Regions from separate parts of the Mus musculus genome. Here all the other regions are linked to region 1. Evidence: chromatin contacts called from public Hi-C data. All regions are on one chromosome and are shown on one strand. Each heading gives the region's core, a stretch centred on a gene start, on an enhancer-like site or on the middle of the called end of the contact. The rest is flanking DNA. Distances are from core to core; before and after follow the strand shown. Region 1 holds the start of Fut9 (fucosyltransferase 9). Region 2 has its middle 60 kb from the start of Gm24965. Region 3 overlaps Fut9 (fucosyltransferase 9).

Region 1 (4,651 bases), core at 726-3,225:
CTGGTGTACTGCTGTGTGTACATGCTGGACACAGCAACATGTGCTCTAGAAGCTGAGGCGTCTGGCCCATTGGCCCTTACTGAATAGATGGTCCTCTTATTCTGATCATCAAAAAGACATGAAACCAAATGTTTTCATTGGCATGCATGCTGAACATGAAAGAGTCTAACAAGTTAGAGACACTGTCAAATAGTAACTTATCACTAAAATTTAACTTTTATTTTTCTTCAAGTAAAACAATACAGGAAGAGATAGAAGTTTTTCAATAATATGTAAGGCTGACTTGTTGCAGTAAAAATGTTTTTCACACTGCATTCATAACTGAGAAAGCATTTATTTTAATATGAGTACATTTGTTATATAAGGCATAATTATGTAAAGTAAAATGTCTAAATTATTTTAGAGACTAAGATCCTTTAGCACATGAAGATTTCTACATTCAGAAAAGCAGTGTGAGCCCATGGACACATGCTTGGTGCACATACACACACACACACACACACACGCGCGCGCGCGCGCACACACACACACACACACATGCACACACACACATGCACACACACATGCACACACACACACGCACACACCCACACACACATGCACACACACACATGCACTCACACACACATGCACACACACACATATGCACACACACCCACACACACACCCACACACACATGCACACACACACATGCAACACACACACATGCACACACACACACACACACATGCACACACACACACACATGCACACACACACACACACACACACACACACACACACACACACCCCAGAACTTCCTTTCTCCAGTGCTCTGCTAAGAAGTACAGGGATACTTACTGTATCATTTGAAGAGAGTTTAACTAGACTACTTTTTCTACCTGTATCATTACACACATCATCCACTTGCTTCCTGTCTGCTGCCTATTTCCAATCAGAATGCGAAGATTATGAAACAAAATCAAGGTTCACAGAAATCAGTCAGCGATACTCTGATTGTCGTTATATTTACTAAATGTGTGAATTTATTCCTTGATTCTTGAGTGTAAGAGGAGCCCCTAAATATACTTTCTATATGTATTTGAATCGTAGTCTAAAAGTAAATTTCGAGGATTGACTTGTAGTCCAACAAAATAAACAAAAACTTTGCAAAGTGGAGCTCTATCTATCTATCTATCTATCTATCCATCCATCTATCCTTTCTTTCTCTCTCTTCCTTCTTCCTTCCTTCCTTCCTTCCTTCCTTCCTTCTTTCCTTCCTACCTTTCTTTCTGTCTTTCTATCTATCCATCCATGTATCTATCTATCCATCTATCTTTCTATGTGTCTATCTACCTATGAATTTATATTTTAATGTTGCTTACAGAGAAGAGTCAATTCTGAGCACAACACTGCCCTTCACATTTACAACCTTCCCAAATCACTGAGAATTTGGTTCCAGACAATCTGCCCCTCCTATTTTAGTTTAATTTTAATCACCCCCCAACCTGACCCCGGACTTTAGCTGGTCAACCCCAGTGAAGAACAAACACAGGCAGCAGATACAAGGGACTGGAGAAGGTTGCCTGCATTGAGCTCCCTGCTGTCGCCTTCTGGCTGGACAGTCCGTGCCAAATAGCGCCTGGGGGGTGGGGGTGGGGGACAGCAATAAGGAACTGACAGAAGCGGTTGCTGCAAGTCCACAGTTTGACCTAAAAGGAGAGTGGAGGAGGGTGGCAGACTAAGAGTCTGCATATCGGAGACGCAGCAATGGAACCAGTGGCTATGTGTGCGCGCACAGGTGCCACAGGCCTGGAGAGCAATGCTGTGTCTCTGCAGCCTCCCGACTCAACACACGCGGTGGCTTGCTGAAACTGCATCCGCAGCCGAGCGTGGGTACTCCCAGGCACAGTCACCGGAGGAAGAGCCAAAGGAAAGGGCGCGAAGGGGGTTAGCATGGAGCGGCAGGGTATTGGGGCAAGACCCACAGGCTCATTTTGGAGCTCCTCTGGTGGGAACCTGTACCCGGCTGCTATGCTCCTCCCTTCTCTTCCCAACTCTCGGTGATCATCTCCATCTCCCCTCGCGCATCCCTTCCCCCCTCCCTGCTTTCTTTGCTCTCCCTCCCTGCCGCGTGCCTGCTCCCCTCCCCCTCTCCTGGCTGCTCTGGGCAGCAGCAACCTCGGCAGCCCGGGAGATGGGAAGAGAGCGCGCGGGGCGCTGCAGCTCTGGAGCCCTGGATCTTTCCTCACCCGGTGCCTTGAGACCCCGCCGCCGCTCTCGCCTCTTGGCTACCCCCGGACTCCGGCTACGCTACTAGGACAGCGCCGCCACCACCGCCAGCCCTCGTCCCGCCCGCGCCGCGCTGCCCTCCCGCGCCCTGGATGGAGCTTTCCCTCGCTGGGATCGGTGAGTACCAGAGACTCTAGGGGGTCAGGCACAGGACTGAGCGCCCACCGTACATCGTTAGATGAGGCACCCCGACCACCTGCTGGGTACCCTCCTGGCACAGGTCCCCGGGGACATTTGGTTTTAACTCAACCAGCTTGGAACTTGAACCCTTTCTCTTCCAGAGATAGCTGCTTGTACATCTTAGTCCCTTGTCACCCTCCTGCCCTCCCGCTGCTACCCTCATTCCCCGGGCAGATAGCCTTCTCCTGGTGTCACTTCAAAGAGAGTCATTGCTGCCCTTGTTGTCCCCAGGTTTTTGTGAATTCTGTCTTCTGCCTAGCGCTCGGACCTAGGTTTCTCCACAAAGTCCTCCTCTGACCCACCTTCCCTCAAAGCCTGACCACAGAGTCATTGGTCCTGCCATCCCGTTCCTCCTCAGAGACTTAGTGAATGCTGACCTCATTGCTTCCACATGATGCTGTCTTGAAGCTTTTCTGACACTCACCTCCAAACCCACACTGACACGCGGTGTGTTCTGTTTATTGTGTCTCTGCACCTGGGCTATTAAGGTGATAATCAACCATGGAAAGAGGACAAAAACAGGAAATCTTTTGGGACTAAACTTTTTGTCATTGTTTCAAAGTGCCCAACTATTTACATCGCTTAGATTCCTTCTTGTCTGAGGGCTTGTCCGCTGAGCACAAGGAAGGGCCCATATTATTTTACCTGTTATCACAGAATCTACCTTTTTTTCAGGTTTAGAGCAGAGCACCTTACACAGTCCAGCTGTGAATCTCCCTAAGCTACGCCACCAAATCTCGGCGGCAACTTTTAAGGATAGGCAGCTTTTTTAAAAAGAGGTGGAACCAGACATACCGTTTACAATCGCTTTATTATTGTTGTTATGATTTTAAATTTCAATAAGTTAAAGCCCTTATTTCCTTTGTGTTTATTGACCTAAGAGCGGAAGGTTGTACAGAGAACTTCCACACCACGCGCTTCAGGGGCGGTGTAGGTGTAGTCTCTAGCTATCCTAATGAGTTTCCTGAATGCAGCAGACCTTCCTGCTGGAATCAGGCTTATCATTTGTGGTTAGCTTGAACAAAAATAAGCATTGTGTTCAAAGAGTGAATCTGACGGGGAGTGGAGGGTTCCTGTGAACAGGAAAGGAGGTGATTTAAATACTAAAATTTGTATTCAAGATTCCTCTGTGCTGTAGTGAAAAGCAAGATCCCATACAACTTATGATTTACATTCAAACAACTTGTAAAATATTGTGTGGCGGCATCTTACTGCACAGACGTGAACATAGGGTTAATGTTTAAGGAAAATTGGGAGTATTCAAAGAAATGTAAGAAACTTTGAAGGGGAATACCCTATTTAAGAATGGACTGTGTGAATAAGTGTTTTGATATTACTGTAAGCAATTTAGGGGGAATGAGACTTGACTTGCCATTCTCCTGTTTGCAGTTGGTGGAGAGGATGATGTTTTCAGTCCTCTTCTTGGACAGGCGATTCTCCCTCTATATAAAATAGAAAGGGAAATTTGATCAAATATACGATGAGTTTGTTTACCAATGATTACCTTTAAAATCCCACCTTTCCCATTGTCAAGCATTTTATTTCACTTTGCTTTCTTGGTAGTCCTTGTCTCAGGGCAGGAGCAAAGTGACCAGCAGTGGTTTTCAGCAAATGTGTTCAGCTGCACCAAAATTCACGAGGGCCAGGTGTACTACTGTTGGTTTCCTAAATACAGAAATTTGCCTAATTAACCTTACTGTTGGACTAAGAAAAATACTCAAAACTATGTATTTAAGTTTGCAACTGCTGCAGACATTCACATATGGCATGCCGAGTGGACAATAGGCGACTTAGAAGATGAATTAAAGAATCTTTTAAATTTCCCTCTGGAGATATTTGTATTTTGTTTAGCAATAGGGTAATTGGTATGTACAGTATATCCAGCAATAATGAGTCTTCACTGAATAGATACGTCACAGTTGAACGAAGCAGAGCTTGGAGTAATGCTGAATGCTCTGTTTTTGTGGTAAGCAGAAGTTGAGATCAAAGCATTCTAACAGCATTGTAGTTTATGTCAAAATATTAACACTGCCTAAGAATCATCTATGAACATGAAAATGAATTTCTCATAAAATAGAGCAGAGGTTCTTGTTATGGATTCTTATACAGAAGTCAAAACCCTTCTGGATTTAAAGGTCCTGTAGTTAGGAAGACTCTGCAAAATCATCAAATATAACAGATGAAGAGACAGGAACACCA
Region 2 (4,651 bases), core at 1,301-3,800, 200 kb before region 1:
GTGATACAGCTTTGCAGTAAGCTAAAAGACCATGTGGATTAACTGTTAATATATTACTCTAAGTGGGTATGGGTCCAACTAGTAAAAAGTCAAGACACTTGAGCCACTTTCTTTTGTCAGACAGATACCAAAGTAACTGGCAAAGTAATGTACTTGGGAAATTTTACTAAAAACAAACAAAAATATGGAAATAAATGCCAAGTCATATTTTTCTTATCATTTCTCTACAGATTTCTCTGGTTTCTGTGCATCTCACAAATCAGACATTAATTCCTTTCTCTTCCAGACTGCTCTTTCACAGCTATTTATATAGCCATTAATTTGGAATTAAACAGTCTATCCTTGCCTTCAGGTCAAGGGCAGGATTGGCTATCACAGTCTTGAAAATAGAGATAAGATGTCCCTCTGGAAAACAAATAACAAGTGCATGAAAGATTTGTGTTCAGTGAAGTGAGAGGTGCTTTCTTAAACTGCAAACCACAGTACCCACAGTGGATCCACATTTCACCTTTGGTATTGCCCAGTTGTAGCTGAAGTTTCCAAGATCATTCAAGGACAGCTGATCCTCTACTTTATGCATTTGTGATGGATAAAATGTCCTTGGTTACTGAGCCAGGACTTTTGAGTTTTCTCTATCTAGCATGCTGTCTTTTTAGCATCTAAATTGGATAAAATCTAAAACCCTAAGGAGTTCCTGGCACACTTCCGTTTTCTAAGTGAACTTTTCACATAACATTTATTTTTAAAACATTACTTCAACTATTGTCATGCATTTATAAAATAAATTGTTATTGTGTTTCTTAGTTGATTATGAACTTTCAAGGTTCATGCATTGTGTTGAAAATAGGGTCTGTTACTCTTTACATCTTTTCTATCTCTCTCTGAAAAGATTATCAAATTTTACAATGGGTTCTCAGACTTTCCTGTAGCCATAGATACTGTTATGAACTGAAAGTTTATTTCATCTTTTTGACAGGTTGTTTCATAGAAATGCTGAGATAAAAGTGTTCTCATTTTATAAGCATATGTAATGTTGGTCTTTTTAGAAGAAACATTTCATTAATCTTCAGATATTGAGAGACTGACCATTTTAAAATCATTTTTGAAATCGTTACTTATATATTTTGAAATCGTTATATATATCGTTACTTATATATTTTGAAATCGTTATATATATACATATACATACCTATATCTATACCTATACCTATACCTATACCTATACCTATACCTATACCTATACCTATACCTATACATATACCTATACATATATACATGTGTGCCAATGGGCATGCAGTTGCGCTCAGAGGAAAGAATATGGTATCAGATTTCCTTAAACTATAGTTCAGGAGGTTGTGAACCACCAGAAGTAGGTTCTGAGAACCTCCACAAGAGCTGCATTTCTCTTAAATGCTTAGCCAATCTCCATTGCCAATTTTTAAAATCTTATTCACAGACAGTTATTTTTAGTCCCCACTATACCACATTAACAACAGAAAACAGAACCACACTACTATTATTTCTCAAAGGTAAAGAGAAAATAATTACACTCCTTTGTTTTCTTGGCCTTGCCAACTTCTGCTATAATTACATAATTAGGAAATTATCTTAAAGTCAGTAAATCAGAGAAGGTGTAATGGAAAGACGGAACTAAAATTAATTGTGTGCTAACTATATCTACTGATACTATTATTAGTGAAAATATGTGAAAGAAATATGAATATTTACTCATCCTTCCATTTGCACACTTTTGTTCACTGTATAACATAAGCTCTGTGAAGAGATGTTTTGTTCTCACTAGGGATTTCCACAGTTCTGATGAGGAATTTGAAATGAGATTTCAATATGAAATATCTTAAATAATATACTCACTTTCTGGTTCTGATTCACCTTATCGACTCTATACATAGCACAATATGACCAACATACAAATTAACTGAACTTGTTTTCATGGGGAAGATTAGAAGACATACAAATAGTACAGAACTCCAATACAGTGCACCTATAATATGTGCTTTCCATACAAATAAGCATATATAGCGCTTCAATTTGCTTATAATTAAAAGGAAAGACATCTGACACGTTAATAATATGGGAAATGTTGAGATAAACAGAAAAAATTAAATCGTTTCATAAGGTCAATTGTATTTGAAATAAAAACAAAGCAGTTATTAATTTTGTGCTGACACACCAAGATCTGTCAACAAGCAATAAGAATCTGTTTACACCTTGGCAGATGGCTCCTCAGGCAGTTAACACAGCGGGAAACAGGTTTATAAAGGAACCTGCCAAACAAAATAGGGCAAAGCTAAACCATACTAGGAGGAGAGTTCTCTGCTTTATGCTCTCTCTTAATAGGGGGTGGGGGTGGGGGGGACATGCCTTATAGCAATGTACATCAAAAAGAGATTCTGATTAGAAATAGAACTTTAAATTAAACAAACATTGCAAATCCAATCTGAGCTTAAAAATCGATGCCCATAAATAAGAATCTTCTTGGCCACCAGTTATATGGGAGACATAAACACCTGCTTCCTATAGCAGCTGTCAATTTTAAAAATCAAGAAAGTTAATAAAACACAGAAGGAAACCCCCAGCAATAGGAGGCTCTGTCATGGGCTAATATAACTTGTTTTGTGGAGAACATACTATGGGTATAGAGGATGGTATGAAATCCCTTTACTTGTGTCTTGGTTTCCTTCTTAGGCACTGCTGATGTGTCTCCAAGTGTTTATACACTATTGTCTCCCCCTGAGGCCATTCCTGTCCTCTGTCATGTACTATCATATGTGACCTCACAACATTACTACATGGATAGGTAGTAACATTCTCCTATGTGAAACAGTCACTATAATTTTGTTAGCAGTAATGCCTTCCTGAATGAAAACATATAAAAGTTTCCTTTTTAGAAAAAAAAAATCATAAGTAAAAGCTAAAAGGTGATTGAACTTGCAAAACAACCCACCCAAATTTTAAAATACTTCAGTGATTTTCATGGACCTTGATTTTAAAATAAACTATTACACTGATAAAAATTGATGTTTAAATTCCTAACATAGACTATCTAATGACTTGACTGAACACATAGCACAGCCATTGACTGTACAATCTGAAAAGTTTAAGACAGTATGTAGTATAGAGCCTTGCTATTACCAAGTTCTTTTCCTTGAATAAAATCAGTCACCGGGTTATGAAAAGAATTCTCAGAGAAGCTGAAGCATGGTTTTACTTTCAAGAACATGGGTTCCTGAATATAATGATATATTCAACTCATACTAATTGTAGGCATAATATTGCTTCAAAGGAGGAATGTCCAAAGAATCACATTGGGGTCTGATGTAGGCATCCATAAACACCAACCTCAAACCAACATGCCCAGTTCTTCGCATCCTGCCATTTTTGCTGATTACTTTTATGGTTTTTAATCTGTCCTCTTCCTAAATAGGACAAAGAGTAAGTGTAATAAAAGAAGGTTCTGCTCTCAGATCTGCCTATCATTACAAAGAATTGTACATTTTCTCTCTTGTATATGACATCAAAATAGTATGTAACTTCTTCATAAAATGGGAGATCTTTTAAAAATCCATTCAGTTATTTAGAAAAAAAAAGCTTGTTGTACAAATGTCATATAATATTATTGTATTATGTAATTTTGTCATTAACCTGAACTAAATTCACAATGAAAACTTGGTCAACATTCAAAAGTCATAGTTCTTTCACTTTAGGAGAAAATACATGTTTTTTTTTCCTAAAGGTATTAAAGGCTATTTAACACACAACAGAATCCAGCTCTTACAAATTTCCGAAGAAGGCAAAATTCTACGGAGCTCATTTGTCAACATTTTCACAGAAATCCCTGATTAAATAAAATAGGGCAAGTTAGAGGCCAATAAGGTGACATGGAGAAAGTAAGACTGATGTTCTGCACCTTTACAGAAACCTAAAGCTCTGGGTAGTTTCCTTTCCCAGACAGTGAAGGCAGAAGGAAAAGTAGATTGACCGCAGAGAACTCTTAAAAAGTAAAACCATGGCAAGTTAGTTCATTAATAAACTAACAGATAGTAAATGTTTAATAGGTGTCCTCCAGGGACCCTTGTACTTTACTCCTGTGGAATTTAACATCTATGTGCCTGTGACTACACAGTTCAGTTCTAGAAATTACATCCTTGAAATAGTCATCACAACAAGATACATCAAAGTGAAACATTTTATCCTTCCTATGTTAAGCATCAGTTATCTCCATACCACCATGAGAGCAAATAGTGTCAGATAGCTTAAAAACAATTTAAACATTACATCATTAATTTAATTGTGTTATTCTGCTACATAGTAAAAAGTGTATGGGGCTTTTCATCTGCCCACCCAGACCTCAGAGATCAGGCTAAACAGTGAGGTAGTTATGTTGACTAAGTAATTAGTAAGGAGTGACTCTGCCATCCCCTGAAACATCTGTGCAAAATTGTTTCACTTCATGCCCATAAGCCAGCCAATGCTAATACAGACACCTGCTCTTCTCCTTGACATCACTTCTGATGCAGTGAATTATGCCTTCGTTGCTGGATCTGCTCAGATTGCTGGCCATTTAAAAGAGAGTAAATAAAAGGCCCCAGAGACGAATCTAGAAGGCTATCACCCTGAGCACACACTTGTT
Region 3 (4,651 bases), core at 1,361-3,860, 180 kb after region 1:
GTGTGTTTTATTCAATACATGGGGGGGGGGGAGGGGAAAAGGGAGGGGAGGGGAAAAGAGAGGAGAGAGGGGAGGGGAAGGGAAGGGAGAGGAAGGGAAGGGAGGGGAGAGGAGAGGACAGGAGAGGACAGGACAGGACAGGACAGGACAGGACAGGACAGGACAGGACAGGAGAAAGGAGAATGAGACAAGAGTTTTATCCACATAATTAAAACCAACATTTAGGATAATGCCCCTTAAAAAGGAAGTTTCTATAAACCATGAAAGCCTAATTATATTCCAGAATTTTACATATTAGACATTCTACATAGACACACATACCCCCCCACACACACATACATACATATGTAATAGTTAATGAGCTATATTTTGAAATTTAGAGAAGTTTATGTGTCCGGGTAGTTAACTACAAATGACAGTAATCTACAGACAAGACCTAGTATTGCAGGAGTTTTGGCTAAGAACACTAATTCCTGATCTGTTATCATAAATTAATAGAATAACAAAAAATTGATAATTATCACACTTTATAAGTTTTATTTCAAAAGGATTAAGTCAAAGGTTTGCTTTATTTTTAAACTATTTCTAACTTAGCCATACCATCAACTTTTCACTAATTTACTCTTGACTTTTTAATTTGGTATCGTCAACTTTATTCTTTTAACCAAGGACTATATGGAGTGAAGATCTTCTATTGAGCTGACTGGTTCTGTCTTCCAACTTTACATCACGATGTAATGTGAGAGAGACAATATACTGCAATAGCCAGCAAATGGAGAGAGTTGCCAAGGGGTGAGCTACCACCCAGGTAGCTGGCTTTATCACACAGTACTAGCCAAGTATTCAGTCCTCTCTTATAGTTTGCTCAATGTTATTTCTATTTTAAAGTTGAGATGAATACTAGTTAAAATAATATCCTGAACACCACAAGTGCAGAGACTTACAGTAGAATTACTAGTCTCTGAGGAATCTTCTCATTTGCCTTAGTTTCTCATTTCTCTCCCAAGTATCCGGACATGAATCTATCATTTGCAAATCACAATTCTAAGTGTTTCGTATTTTAAAGTTTACTTCCATTTTTTTTTAAAGCATGCATTAGAGCAGTATTGAAAAATAGGAGTATTTTTTCTAAATATTTTCCTCTACCAAATCTGAGCGAGCATTATTTTTACCCAGGATTCTGTTCTTTTCTTTAAAGCTTAAGTCTTTGTCATCTTTCACATTCTGTAAGGCCATTTAGAATAAGTGAAAAGTTTCGATTACTCTATATGGCTACAATTTCCCTTTTTCTACACATTCATTGTTGTCGTTGCTATATAGCATCTCGGCTTAGGGGCTTTGAAAAATAGATTGGAGTGATTGATAGATCAAAACATGTTGAATTTTCACCTGAATTTCAGTTTTGGGGAATAAATGAAACAATTCCTGTCAAAGAAATGTCAACTTGGCTCTAGGAGGCAAACATTCCTAACAATTTCTGTGCATGGTAGGGGTCAATAAATAACTGCCCCATTGTTTAGTAATTAACCCTAGTAGCAGTGAAGAATTAGAGGTAGAACATATAAAGAGAAGAATCAACAAGACAAAATGCTTAGGAAACAGGAAAGTGGAACACAGAGCAGAAGCAATATTGTTTTCTGCCAAAGGGCCAAATCCTTTTTATTTTTATTTAACTAAAGCACACAAGAGGGAGAGAGGGAGGGAGGGAGGGAGGGAGGGAGGGAGGGAGGGAGAGAGAGAGAGAGAGAGAGAGAGAGAGAGAGAGAGAGAGAGAGAGAGAGAGAATGGGAAAGAAAAACAGACAAAGAGTGGGTAAAACTGACTACAAGTGTACTAACTTTGAAACAGAAGAAAATCCAAAGCTCAATTTTACCCAGTTTACCCAGTTATTTTCTGCCAGCTCCATTGGTTTACATTGTCTACATGAGCATATGCTAAACTTATAGATAAAACAAATAAACAAAAAGTTTCTCTTGGTTCATATTTTGTGTTTACAGTTACTGACACAGGACCTTACACTTATCAGAAACTCTGTCGTTCACCCATTCATTCACACGACACATGAAACACTTATTAAGTGTTCTGCCCAGATGTTAATGGTATGTCAGTGAAGAAAGAAAATATCACTATACTGTTTGCAAATTCTGCCTGCAGGGAGCATAATAGTACATCATAAAACAAAGTCATCACATGTTCATACCATGAAGCCAACAACCTGCAGGAGAACGCACATGCTGCAACTTCCTGGGTGACTAAACTTGAGCAAGCTGCATATTAGCCATTTCGTGCCTCAGTTACTTTTTTCTTTAGTAAAATGGTAATATGAGTTAATAGATGTGCTCATGTGTATGAGTGAGTAAAAGCTCTCAGATCAGTATTTGGCCATAATAAGAACAATGTAAGTGTGAGCTATTGTTTGATGGGAGAACCTGATCTACATTTAAAATGGTAATAAATAGCTCTCAGTTAAAAGGGATAGATGCCAGAGAAATCAAGACAATGAAACCCAATATAAAAATATGAATGAATAGTGAATGTATCATTTGCTTGGTGTTGACTGTAGACCGCAGGTCAGTGACTAAGCTTGTTGCTTATTGGATGTGTCTCTGTCCCCATTTGCTCATCTCTGAAGAAACGGTGACAGATGGCCTTCTCCACAGCCACTCTCTTAGGATTGGCAGAAATAGCAGTTATTGTGTGCTGGCTGCTGTCACTGTGACCTGGTCATATACAGCCTGATTGGTATATCACAGGAAAGCACCTTAGCATAGTTTAGCATGACTCTCATCAGAATTTCTTCAAACTGTTAAATGTGTTCTGACTTCATGGTTATCTACAGGAGTCCATGTAACTAGATTTCCTTAAATGTATTCTGGATTGTCATTCTGGTATTTTTACAAATCTAAGTTTGCTATCTTGGGTAATTTTTGTCTGTAACTTTAAGTAAAACTGGCCTTTAAAAATATCTTCTCTAATATATTGTTAACAAAATTATAGTTGGCTTCATATATTGATTTAACAACTTATCCTTATCTTTCTGTTTTGTAAAATGATTCCATTTTTTAAAGTGTCATAGCAATCCCCATTTATTGAATTACTAATTTGAGTACTTCAGTCTTCTCTAAGCCTAATGCTTGCTCTCAGTCGTTTTTCTTGAATTCCATTTCTTTAACAAATCCCATTATGATGGATCCTCACTCCACCCCCCATAGGCCAATGTGCTTTTCTCAACTCACGCAAACCACAATCGCTTATTTTATCAAGAATTTTTATATTTCTTTATAAATACTCACTAGGCATTCCTAATTTTAATATACATTAAGTTAGCCATTATTTGTACTTCTGTTATTAACCTAGATTTATTTTCTATCTTGACTGTTTTATTGATATAAGTAGACATTGGGATATTCTAATCAACTCAAATTTAAGCTCTCAAGTTCAATGACTTTGTCTACTTCTACTTCTATTTTCTTTGTTGCTTTTGTTGTTTGGTTTATTTGCTTCTTTTTTTGTTTTTTTCCTTTAGCTTTGTTCATTGTTCGTTGATGATCTTCTTGGGTTAATCAAATAATTAATTTCCTGGAAACTGTACCTCTAAGCGTCTTTTAAGTACTGTTGTTTGTCCATATACCATAAACTTTGACAAATAGTATTTGCAATATCACTTTATTATAAATATTAAGACGTTTTGTTTTGTTTTGTTTTGTTTTGTTTTGTTTTGTTTTGTTTTGTTTTGTTTTGTTTGAGACAGGGTTTCTCTGTGTAGCTCTTGCTGTCCTGGAACTCACTCTGTAGACCAGGCTGGCCTCGAACTCAGAAATCCGCCTGTCTCTGCCTCCCAAGTGCTGGGATTAAAGGCGTGCACTAGCACGCCTGACAAGATATTCTTTGTAATTACTTCTCAACTTTCTCTGTAGTCTAAGGTTAAATAAATAATTCTTAGAAATAATATATGTGTGTTTTCTCTTTCAATTTATTTATTTATTCACTTTACATCCCAATCACTGGCCCCCTCCTCACACACACACACACACACACACACACACATCCTCCTGCACACCTCCTCCCATTCTCCTATGAGAAGATGGAGTCCTCTACCCCTTATCCTGCCCTGCCACATCAATTCTCTGAAAAGCTAGACACATCCTCTCCTACTGAGGCCCTACAAGGCAGCCTAGGTAAGGGAGCAGGGTCCACAGACAGGCAACAGCTCTAGGGGCAGCCATTGCTCCAGTTGTTGGGGGACCCACATGAAGATCGAGGTGCACATTAACTACATATATGTGGGAAGCCTAGGTTCCAGCCTGTCTCTGCTTTTCCGTTGAGGTTCAATCTCTGGAAGCCCCCAAGGTTGTTGACTCTGCTGGTCTCCTCTGGAGATCCTATCCCCTCCGTGGCCCTCAAATCTTCCCCATATTTCTATATAAGACTCCTGAGCTTAGCTTTAGGCCTCTGCATCTATTTCAGCCAGCTGCTCAGTGGAGCTTTAGCCATAAACTATTAAAATACAGTGGATTACCATTCTCCATGACGTTCATCTTTATCTTAAGGATATCAGCCATATTTAATTCTGAAAATTAAGCTTAATGCTCTAATCCCTGATAAGGGAGAGTTGCTTCTAATACCAACGATGTGCTTGATTATTAAATAC

The links. A called contact is a pair of places that touch in the nucleus more often than the background predicts.
Region 2: a contact with region 1 is called in a Hi-C map of cerebellar granule neurons, with 3 times the contacts expected there. The contact joins the enhancer-like site here to the promoter of Fut9 in region 1. A contact is called at or near these places in 4 of 484 Hi-C or Micro-C datasets (brain, cerebellar granule neurons and cerebellum) and 1 of 115 datasets of contacts at active chromatin or transcription factors (kidney).
Region 3: a contact with region 1 is called in a Hi-C map of cerebellar granule neurons, with 2.0 times the contacts expected there. The contact joins the enhancer-like site here to the promoter of Fut9 in region 1. A contact is called at or near these places in 2 of 39 promoter capture datasets (hippocampal neurons and pre-B cells), 8 of 484 Hi-C or Micro-C datasets (brain, cerebellar granule neurons, cerebellum and 3 more) and 1 of 115 datasets of contacts at active chromatin or transcription factors (embryonic forebrain).

Annotation. Positions count from the first base shown.
Region 1 is chr4:25,797,327-25,801,977 of GRCm38.p6, reverse strand. Fut9 (fucosyltransferase 9) reads left to right here and starts at 1,975. Exons shown (of 3, transcript NM_010243.3): 1 at 1,975-2,389.
Region 2 is chr4:25,998,185-26,002,835 of GRCm38.p6, reverse strand. No RefSeq gene overlaps it. Among named protein-coding and RNA genes, the nearest start is that of Gm24965, 60 kb to the right of the region's middle. Within about 2 kb of position 2,550, at least 2 of the 459 cell types and tissues checked have an H3K27ac peak or open chromatin away from gene starts, as enhancers often do. A contact at or near this core is called in cerebellar granule neurons and cerebellum, where this site is marked.
Region 3 is chr4:25,621,355-25,626,005 of GRCm38.p6, reverse strand. All of the region lies in intron 2 of Fut9 (fucosyltransferase 9), which reads left to right. Among named protein-coding and RNA genes, the nearest start is that of Gm24977, 57 kb to the right of the region's middle. Within about 2 kb of position 2,610, at least 4 of the 459 cell types and tissues checked have an H3K27ac peak or open chromatin away from gene starts, as enhancers often do. A contact at or near this core is called in cerebellar granule neurons and cerebellum, where this site is marked.